Regions from separate parts of the Zea mays genome. Here region 1 is linked to region 2. Evidence: chromatin contacts called from public Hi-C data. All regions are on one chromosome and are shown on one strand. Each heading gives the region's core, a stretch centred on a gene start, on an enhancer-like site or on the middle of the called end of the contact. The rest is flanking DNA. Distances are from core to core; before and after follow the strand shown. Region 1 overlaps LOC100281721. Region 2 holds the start of LOC606409 (protein disulfide isomerase).

Region 1 (5,582 bases), core at 1,161-3,660, 67 kb before region 2:
GCCGCGGGTTCCCTACCGCCGCCTCCGGCGAGGTACGGCCAGAGACAGCAGTACTTCGAGCAGAACGTGTATTCTGGCGGGAGCAACGAAGGCGGCTACAATGGACTGACGACACAGACCGAAGGTCTCTCGCTGAACCCGCGGAGCAGCGAGAACGAGAGGAGCGCGGCACGGCCGGCAGCGTCCCGCCCTGCCAAACCTGAGGACTCGCTCTTCAAGGACCTGGTCGACTTCGCAAAGACCAAGCCTTCGTCCCCGTCGAAACCGGCCAACAGCCGCAGGACCCGCTAGAACGACTCGTGCGATGCATGGATGGACATTGGGTCGTTCGGATATTCATTTCACAGGTTAGCGGCTTTTAGATGGTACCATGAAATAAGGCCGTCTGGAGACTGGTTTTCATTGCATATTTGCATTGCATGGGAAATTGTTTTGGTTGCGTTTAGAGTGGCAGATGTCAGAAACGTTGCTTGCTCATAATCCTGGGTGTGTGATGTCTAGTTAGCTGCTCCTAAATTTCTGTGTCGTTGGCTTCCGATTCTCATTTTCTTTTTCTTTCACTTAGCTGTGTATATATATGTTACCCGATTCGACAGCAAATATTCATAGTTGAGTTTGTGACTTGAGGAATGAGGTGTTCCTATTTTCGGTATTGGATAAATTAGGTGCCTATTTTTCACAAAGCTGTGTAGAATGCAATGCTCTCTGCAGTTAGATTTCCAACAGGCTGGACAAGTTGTGGATTAAGCAGGAAACCTGTACTTTTAGTTCCATGGTCTGCGGCCGGATAGGATATAGAGTAGACTGCTAATGCCCATTTTCATCAGCGTGGAAGAACAGCGAGTTAGGTAGCTAGGCGCTTTTGGTCAGTTGGCAGCTGGCAGGCACTTCCCTTGTGAGCTACTGAGCTCCGTGTGGAATTCCATGCGCTTGCAGAAGAATCCCTTCTCTTCTCTGACGAATAGTCAAGATCCAGGCGCCGTTGTGCACGTACCACCAGTCCAGCCTCGGCGGCTAGCAAGCGACATGTGTACAGACTGTACTGACGCCAGTATTTGAGACGTGATTCATACAGTTGAGATATACATTGTCCGTCCATTAGCGTAATACGTGGCTCGCATTTGCATCATACGAGAATGCTCCCACCAGCCAGGCTATGTCCATGCAGGATGCCTATTTTTGGTTGCCGGTTTTGCTCAACTAGGTTTAACTGAGCTAGTGCATGTCGCCCAGGCTTTGGTTGATTGATCGGTCTCGTCTTGCACGCCGCCGCCCAGCCTCTCGAGTAGACGCCACCCGACCAATTCGATCCCACCAATCCGAAAAAACCCGACTAATACAATGGGTGGATACGGGATATGATTTTTGACCTGCAATAATTCACGGGCTAAGTATAGATCATAATTTTTTACTCAAAACACGATCAACACGAAAAAACCCATCCAACCCAAAGAAATCCGACCCAAAGCCAAAAAACCTAACCCAACCCGAAAAACCTAACCCGACACGTCAAACAGGGAGGCACGTGCCAACCAGACCTGACCTGACACTAGTCACAGGCCAACCAGACATGATCCACGATCCAACCTTAACCCGCCCCGACCCGACCCGATGTTTGAACAAATCTACTCTAAACAAATAAGAACCTTTTCTGCATCTCCGTGGCCAGGCTCGCAGGCATCATCACGTAAACCAGGTTGTGATGCTGCTCTGGCCAACCAATCACGAAGAAGTCTTGGGGAGCCTGGATGCGGTAAAACCAGCCAACCAATCAACCCCTAGAGCTGAAAGTTGGGGCGGGCCGCCTGGGCCCATCGTGGTTCTGGCTAATTATTTTCGAGCCAGCACGACAAGAAATAATTTTCGGCTGAGTTATGCTGTGTCCAGATACTAAAATCTAGACCCGACTCAGTTCTAAAACACGGTGGGCCTACGATCGTGCCGTGTCGGCTCAAACATGACACAGTCCAAAAGCTTATATATATCTAAAAAATACATCTTCAAAGCATTCATAACTTTGCTCTAGATTAAACAAATAATATTAGAAAGAGAAATCAATGTTTTCTATAATTTTTATGAAGAGATATAACTTATTGGAGCATGGCTATTTAAACGTTAGTTTTCTAATTCGTGTAACAGTTCAAGACCCGGTCCATCGTATCGGCCTGATCCATTTTTCTTCGTTTCGGACCGTGCTCTAGACTCTTATTTTTTGTAACTTTTTTTTTCACGTAGGGAATACACCCAAGGTCGCAAGTCATGCAACAAATGCCTGCCACCGTCTCGATCTTTTGCTTGTCCTGGGACCGCCGCGCGAGTTTCGCCCTCTCACGGCCGTAGCCCAAGTGCACACACATGGTAGCGGCAGCAGCCCACACAAACGCACGCACAGGCACAGCGATAGGCCGATAGCACACGCACAACAAATGCATTGGTGGGGTCACGTTCAGTCGGTGGCGCCCCGTCACCGATGCACGCTATCCGCGTGTCTGGCTCGTGCTGCAGTAGTACAACAGCCACGTCACGCCCATCTTCCTGCTGGTTGACATTACAGAACCGCTCGAAAACCGGTCCGATTTCCCGTTATCGATCCGGACCGTTAACGGTTTTTCAGTGGTTTTTTAAAGTTCGTTTAAAATTCAAAATTAGAAAAAATGTAAGAATGGAAATAGCGTTTTCTCGCTGAGAAACCGATGAAAACCAGTTAATTTGAATTCGAAACTGACAAAAACCGATTTCTCAATCAAGAAACGGTTTCTCGTCGAGACACGCGGTTTCTCGCAAAGATTCAAACAAAACTCGTTTTTTATTTTAAACTTGCAAACCGATCGGTTCCCCCCAAAACAGTTGTTTTTGAGCGGGAAACCGTTAGCGCTAACCAGTGGTTTTCAGTCCTTAAGGTTTGTTTGGGTGTTCTAGTATTTACCTCAATAGACATGAATAAGGTGTAAGTTAAACTAACGTACACCCCAATACACATCAATCCATATGTATTGAAATAAATACTAGAGTAATCAAACAAAACCTAATTGATATGGTTAACCCTGGACACTAGCCAAGGTATGGTGGTCACGCACAGCGCACTGATGTTGAGACACATCACCCGAATTTTTTGTATTTTATCCTTTTTTTCTAAAGAAATTCACGTTTGCCCCTCCGGAGGAAGTAATCTCGTTTTTGGATCATTTGCTTGGCGCCATATTCGTCTCGGTGCTACAGCCCATGGCGCCGAGCAAAGGGACGCGTTGGCGCCTGTGGCCACGCTAATTAGTGACGTGACCTAGCTTGTCGCCACATATCTTAGCATCAAGCTCGGCGCCACAGATCACATAGCTAAGCTAGGCAGCCTTAATAAACCCCCATGAAAGGGAATTAGGCTTACACCTAGTTCCTAAATAATTTTGGTGGTTAAATTACCCAACATAAATAATTGGACTAACTAGTTTGCTCTAGTGTATAAGTTATACAGGTGCCAAAGGTTCACACTTAGCCAATAAAAAGACAAAGTATTGGGTTCAACAAAAGAGCAAAGGGACAACCGAAGGCACCTCTGGTCTGGCGCACCGGACTGTCCGGTGTGCCACCGGACAGTGTCCGGTGCACCACCGGACAGTGTCCGGTGCACCAGAGGACTCCCAGTCAAACTCGTCACCTTCGGGAAAATCCAGAGGCGCTCTGCTATAATTCACCGGACTGTCCGGTGTACACCGGACAGTGTCCGGTGCTCCAAGGAACGGCGCCTCAGGAACTCGCCAGCTTCGGAAATTCGCAACGGCTAGTCCGCTATAATTCACCGGACTGTCCGGTGTGACAACGGAGCAACGGATATTTCGGCGCCAACGGCTACCTGCAGCGCATTAAATGCGCGCCAGCGCGCGCAGAAGTCAGGCACGCCCATACTGGCGCACCGGACACTCTACAGTACATGTCCGGTGCGCCACCGGACATCCAGGCGGGCCCAGAAGACATAGCTCCAACGGTCGGAACCCAACGGCTTTGGTGACGTGGCTGGCGCACCGGACACTCTACAGTACATGTCCGGTGCGCCACCGGACATCCAGGCGGGCCCAGAAGACAGAGCTCCAACGGTCGGAACCCAACGGCTTTGGTGACGTGGCTGGCGCACCGGACATGTCCGGTGTGCACCGGACTGTCCGGTGCACCATACGACAGTCAGCCCCACCAAACGGCTAGTTTGGTGGTTGGGGCTATAAATACCCCCAACCACCCACCATTCATTGCATCCAAGTTTTCACACTTCCAACCACTTACAAGAGCTAGGCATTCAATTCTAGACACATTCAAGAGATCAAATCCTCTCCCAAATTCCACACAAAGCTTTAGTGACTAGTGAGAGAGATTTGCTTGTGTTCTTTCGAGCTCTTGCGCTTGGATTGCTTTCTTCTTTCTTGATTCTTTCTTGCGATCAAACTCACTTGTAATTGAGGCAAGAGACACCAATCTTGTGGTGGTCCTTGTAGGAACTTTGTGTTCCAAGTGATTGAGAAGAGAAAGCTCACTCGGTCCGAGGGACCGTTTGAGAGAGGGAAAGGGTTGAAAGAGACCCGGTCTTTGTGACCACCTCAACAGGGAGTAGGTTTGCGAGAACCGAACCTCGGTAAAACAAATCCGTGTGTCACACTCTTCATTCGCTTGCGATTTGTTTTGCACCCTCTCTCGCGGACTTGATTATATCTCTAACGCTAACCCGGCTTGTAGTTGTGATTATTTTTGAGAATTTCAGTTTCGCCCTATTCACCCCCCTCTAGGCGACTATCAATTGGTATCGGAGCCCGGTGCTTCATTAGAGCCTAACCGCTTGAAGTGATGTCGGGAGAACTCGCCAAGAGGGAAATGGAGACCGGCGACAAGCCCGCTACAAGCCACGGGTCGACTTCATCGGAAGAGTCCCGCAACAAGAGGAAGGAGAAGAAAAACTCCTCCAAAGGGAAGGGGAAGAAATCCTCTTCCCACAAGTCGGATCGGAGAGGCGACAAACACAAGAGGATGAGGAAAGTGGTCTACTACGAGACCGACTCTTCATCACCATCGACCTCCGACTCCGACGCACCGTCCGTTACTTCCAAGCGCCAAGAGCGCAAGAAGTATAGTAAGATTCCTCTACGCTATCCCCATATTTCAAAACGTACTCCTTTGCTCTCCGTTCCATTAGGCAAACCACCGGTTTTTGACGGTGAAGATTATAATATATGGAGTGACAAAATGAGGCATCATCTAACCTCACTCCACACAAGCATATGGAATGTTGTTGAGTTTGGTGTACAGGTACCATCCGTAGGGGATGAAGACTACGACTCGGACGAGGTGGCCCAAATTCACCACTTTAACTCCCAAGCCACTACTATACTCCTCGCCTCTCTAAGTCGAGAGGAGTATAATAAGGTGCAGGGTTAAAAAGTGCGAAGGAAATCTGGGACGTACTCAAGACCGCGCACGAAGGAGACGAGGTGACAAAGATCACCAAGAGGGAAACGATCGAGGGAGAGCTCGGTCGCTTCATGCTTCACCAAGGGGAGGATCCACAAGCCATGTACAACCGCTTGAAGACCTTGGTGAACCAA
Region 2 (5,591 bases), core at 1,923-4,422:
ACCCTTGCCTGTGTCGGGGTCCTCTCCGTCCCGGGACCTTGCTAAGGTCCGGACCTCACTCGGGGGGCCTGGGACACGGGGGGGTTCGGCATGCCTTCTTGGGAGTTTAGGACCTGTACGTACAGGGGTCCGGTGTTCCTCTGCGGAGGTCCGGACCCGATAGTGCTTCCTGGGATGTATTATCCTTCCTCGCCACGTAGTGCCCTTAGGCTTGCCCATGTGGTGGGGTCGGGTGCCGCTCTCCGTGTGACCTGGAGGTGTCGTACGGGTGTAGCGTCTTCACACTATAGAAGAGGATACCCCTGTTTTAAGGTACCGACACATTCCTATTAAATTTCTGGGTTCTAAGAGAGTCCTAAAAGTGTAAATGGCATACGAATCTACTAAAAAAGAATAAGAAAAATACGGCAATCACGTTAATACCATTGTCCAGTGAGTGTAAATGCATTTTGGAATCCACAGTCGAATTGAGCAATACCTAATCTGGAGAGCCAAATGCAAAGAATGAGCAAAGCCTGCTAGTACTTTGTTTGTGCATGGCTGGCCTTTTTTCTCTCTCTCTGGTGGTAGAGCAAACGAGAGGGAGAGGCTGGTGTCGTCATTTACAGAACAACAACAAAAAGAAACCGCCTAGCTACTTTATTACCGTTAGTAAGCGAACAAAAATGTACAGCGTCAACCTTTGGTGCGTTGCTAATCTGACAACAAAAAATCATGGGACACTTTTCTTTACAGCACAATATGTAGCAAATACTAGTACATAGTTTTGTCCGGATTTGAGCGCGCACTTTACGAGAATCTCGACTCGCCCTTGATGCGCTTCCATTTCGGCCACCGAATAGAAGTTGAGAATCTATCGGATCTCACCTCCCATATTGAAATGTTACTATGCTCCCAGTCCCCGTGACTTCCCTGCTCGCTTCTCTGTGTTTCTGCGCGTAAAGAATTTCGGTAATCCAAGAACAGAAGAACACTTTATTCGGACTATTTAGTTTCTGCTCGATGAGATTTGATGTTGATTGGCGACTATATGTCTATATATACTATGTATAATAATGGTTAACACGATATTGATGGATCGTCTATTAGGACATGTACAACCCTATTTAATTTTGTCCGGATCGCTCTCAATCCATATGGATTTGGTGGTTTAAATTCAAAGAAAGTCAAATTTCTTAATTTTTTCCAATTTCATCTAATCCATGTGTAATGGAAATAACTGAACAAGATCTTAATATATGATTTTTGGTTGGTTTTAGAGGTTAACCGAAAAAATATAAGAGACTAGCTTCAACTAGAAAAATAGAAGAGCATGTATCTACATGACTCTATAATTTCTGAATTATATTTATGATCTGGAGGCTCAAAGTTATATTATATAGTTTTTTAGCTGCTTTTTATACTTAAAAAATCGATCAAGAGCTCAGAGTTGTACCTACCTCGCTGTCTATGCATGATTAGCTGTCACACACAAGCTGCATCAGCCATCAGGATCAGGTCTCGTGATTCACGAGTTGTGAATCGTGATCGATCCGTATATGCTCGCACGTGAACAGTCAACGACAATATACCTTCTTGTAAAAAAAAAAACAACCCGATAATGTACTATGGGTCTGTTTGGTTGGGCTGTGGCTGTGAAAAAAGTTGCTGTGGGCTGTGAGCTGTGGAAAAAACTGCTGTAGGCTGTGAGTTGTTAAAAAGCTAAAAACTGTTTGATGGAAACCACTAAAAGTCGTTAAAAGTTCTTCGATATATGTTTTCACAGTTTCATCCAAAAGCCACTAAAAGCAGGTCCAGGGGTGCTTTCAGTTTTGCACTGCGAGAAAGTCAGCTTTTAGAAAAAGCTGCTTCCTAAATCCAACCCTTTGGTTGGCTTTTGGCTTTTAGGGGGCAAAAGCCAAAGCCAAAAGCTAAACCAAACACACCCTATATCCACCTTGAAAAGTTAACCATTCAAGGAACCGCATCTTTGTATAAAACACCGTATTTAATTTGACCCTATACTACATATGATGTTGATGTTCACCACGATACTCTCACTGAACTGGTCTATATCTACAAATTACAATCGAGTGGGTAGTATACGGATATATACTTCGCGAATCCATAACTACGAAACAAAACCCAACTCATATTTGTAACCATAAACGTTCGTAGGTATGGATCTGTATTCATACCCGTACCCGCCGGGTATGCACTATCCGGCAGATACCAGTTACCTCCGTCCACTACAACTTTAGCATTCAACACCAAACAACAATTTATCACATTCCAAAAATTATCATTCTAACAGTATGAAATGATAATTTCAACACCAAACAACACGCCATGAATAAAAATTGAAAAATGATAATTTAGGATAATATATTAAATCTGGATGGTCCACATGTTAGATATCCATCAGATAATAGGTGTGGATACTGGATATCCATACCCGTGAAAAAATATCCGCGGATACCTTATTATATCCATAACCGTACCCGTAGATAAAAAATTCCACCATACCCAATCCAATGGATAATGATCCATGATTATTTAATCATACCCGTACACATTGCCATCTCTGTCCTACCGCATCAAATATTTGAATATCAATTGCAAATATTCAATATAGATTTAATTATATTTAATAAATTTGTCTCGTTTGTTTGTACAATTAGTTTTATAAGTACATACTATTATATATATATTATTTAAACATTCATACGAAGTAAACCAAACACCCCCCGCCCCCACGTCGCGCGGCTAATCAGAGGCCGTGGGCATGTCACATCCGTGACGTGGAGTCCCGCGATTGGCCCAGGCCCCGCCCATGTACGTGGCCGCCCGCCACCGTGTACCCGGCGGCGCGTTTAGGAGTTAGGACCGACCGCCCACTGTTTAGCCCCCTTAACTTTTATCAATTACATCCTAAAAAAACAGGCAACGCGGTCTTTTCCTACCCACCGTCTTTAGCGCCTCTTAATGACGCGATTATTCAAGCTATTCGCGATAACCACAGGGACCCAACTGCAAACGTGGCCTGCAAATATCTCGTGACCTGCGCGGGCGGAGGGGACCCGCAGCCCAGGCCCTGGTGGACCCGGGGCGCCAGTCCCAGTCCAGTCCCTCACTGTGGACTCCTCGCGTGCCCCGCCGCCCTTAAATCCCCCGGCAGCAGCGTGCTGCCTCGTGTCTCACCCCTCCGGACGAAATCTGACCCGGGCCACACTCCGCTGCTCCGCCATGGCGATCCGCTCCAAGGCCTGGATCTCGCTGTTGCTCGCGCTGGCCGTCGCGCTCTCCGCCCGGGCGGAGGAGGAGCCCGCCGCCGCCGCGGAGGGCGAGGCCGTGCTCACCCTCGACGTCGACAGCTTCGACGAGGCCGTCGCCAAGCACCCCTTCATGGTCGTCGAGTTCTACGCCCCCTGGTGAGCCCCCAGCTTGACCGATTCTTCTAGCAGTACGGGTAGATCTCGGATCGGGGATTAGGCTGTGGGTATGGAGTGATGCGTGGGCGTTCTTTTCAGATGCTGGACTTGTGCTCGGGTTGTTTTTTTTTCATGTTGTTACGCGGCGTCTGGTGTCTAATTCGCACTGATTTGGTCGCTGTTCTTCGCGTGGATTTGTTTTTGTTTACTGTTCTCTCACGCGCGCGGCAGCTCGAAGTTCCAGGCCAAGACTTTAGACGAGTAGTGCTAGCTGTTGTTTTCGTCGATTCCTTGTTTGGTCTGGTTACTCGATGGCTCAAGGGTGATGAATCGTGGGTTTTGTTCGTTTTCTGCGGTTGGTGTGCTTGATTTGACGTCTGTGCGGTGCCTTTTTTTTGTCATGTTTAAGAATCATGTCCGCACTTAACTGTACTCATGTGCTGTTGCTTCTGTGTGACTACTTTTAGGACACACTTACAAGTTTGAACTTCACTGTTGTCTTACACTCTTACTTCTGTGTGATTACTGTTGCTATCGGTAAATCATCTCTATTAGTTAAATTGTTATAGCTAATGTTGTCAAATCGAACCTGCAGGTGTGGGCACTGCAAGAAACTTGCTCCAGAGGTAATGGATCTCCTACTCTGTAATCACTACCTTTACTTACACATGGGTTGTGTTCTGATTGGTTTAATCCCATAAGCTAAACTGTGTTTTCTTTGATGTTTCAGTATGAGAATGCGGCCAAGGCACTTAGCAAGCATGACCCACCGATTGTTCTCGCTAAGGTTGATGCTAACGAGGAGAAGAACAGGCCGCTTGCTACCAAGTACGAGATCCAAGGGTTCCCAACCATCAAGATATTCAGGGACCAGGGGAAGAACATTCAGGAATACAAGGGCCCTAGGGAGGCTGATGGCATTGTGGATTACTTGAAGAAGCAGGTTGGCCCTGCGTCCAAGGAGATCAAGTCACCAGAAGATGCGACGGCCCTTATCGATGACAAGAAGATCTACATTGTAAGCTTCCAATTCAAAGTTTTCACCTGTTTTTATTCAGTAATCACTTAATCTGTATTATGATGATCAGGCCAACTGATTGTACATAATAATTGCAATTTTACAGGTTGGTATCTTCGCTGAATTCAGCGGCACCGAATTTACAAACTTCATGGAGGTCGCAGAGAAGCTGAGGTCTGACTACGACTTTGGCCACACTTTGCATGCCAACCACCTCCCACGTGGTGATGCAGCAGTGGAACGGCCATTGGTCAGGCTGCTGAAGCCATTTGATGAGCTTGTTGTTGACAGCAAGGTTTTACTCACATTCTTTGTTACATTTTGGCTGTAGTTATTGGAGCGCCCATTTATTTCATACTTGTAATTATGCTTACCATCTATGCAAATATCATGTGAGTTTGTCACTAGTGACACAATGCTGTTACATTGTGCAGGATTTTGATGTCGCTGCACTGATGAAGTTTATTGATGCTAGCACCATCCCTAGAGTTGTCACTTTTGACAAGAACCCTGACAACCACCCATACCTCATGAAATTCTTCCAAAGCTCAGCCCCCAAGGTAAACAACATGTCATTTTTTAATAACTTGGCCATTTGTTGGTTAACATGGCCATTTTTATAACTTCAGTTACTACTGGATATCAACTCATTTGATCACAAGCTACCATGCCTGCATCCAACTTGCTTTAGTGTGCCATAATGCTTCGTTTGGATGTTGATGTTGGAGGGCATGTAATTGAATTGGATTCAATACCAAATCAGCCATGGTGTTGAATGGAATGCAAATCCAATTCTATTGTTTGTATGTCTGTGTCATTGTATTGGAGTTTGGAATCTTAGGAAGGGACTCATTTCAATTTTCTGTATTTGTCCTCTTCTTCCACCTTGGCTGATAAGTGACCACTACTCGGGCAACCCCTCACTGCTATTGCCGCACATAGGAGAGTAGTGTTGCCCCTCTTGGATCCACGCGCCCCTCCCGGATCCGTAGCACCGGAGGGGGGGGGGAGGCTGGTGTCCGCTGGCAGAGGGGTGCTAGGCTCACCACGGAGGGGCCCTCATGTGGAGGGAGGCGGGGGAGCAGCCGTGTGGCACGCCGGCGGAGGAAGGGGGAGAAGACACACAACTCGCCGGCGGAGGAGAGGGAAGGGCGGTGCTGACA

What was found. A called contact is a pair of places that touch in the nucleus more often than the background predicts.
Region 1: a Hi-C map of endosperm shows a contact between it and region 2, with 10 times the contacts expected there. The contact joins the enhancer-like site here to the promoter of LOC606409 in region 2. A contact is called at or near these places in 9 of 25 Hi-C or Micro-C datasets (bundle sheath, ear, endosperm and 3 more) and 2 of 3 datasets of contacts at active chromatin or transcription factors (leaf and seedling).

The regions. Positions count from the first base shown.
Region 1 is chr4:16,262,754-16,268,335 of Zm-B73-REFERENCE-NAM-5.0, reverse strand. LOC100281721 reads left to right here. Exons shown (of 10, transcript NM_001154641.2): 10 at 1-643. The coding sequence ends at 291. Among protein-coding and RNA genes, the nearest start is that of LOC100281721, 23 kb to the left of the region's middle. Within about 2 kb of position 2,410, at least 18 of the 20 cell types and tissues checked have an H3K27ac peak or open chromatin away from gene starts, as enhancers often do. A contact at or near this core is called in bundle sheath, ear, endosperm and 4 more, where this site is marked.
Region 2 is chr4:16,196,262-16,201,852 of Zm-B73-REFERENCE-NAM-5.0, reverse strand. LOC606409 (protein disulfide isomerase) reads left to right here and starts at 3,172. Exons shown (of 10, transcript NM_001112284.2): 1 at 3,172-3,410; 2 at 4,006-4,036; 3 at 4,141-4,428; 4 at 4,535-4,723; 5 at 4,863-4,988. The coding sequence starts at 3,226.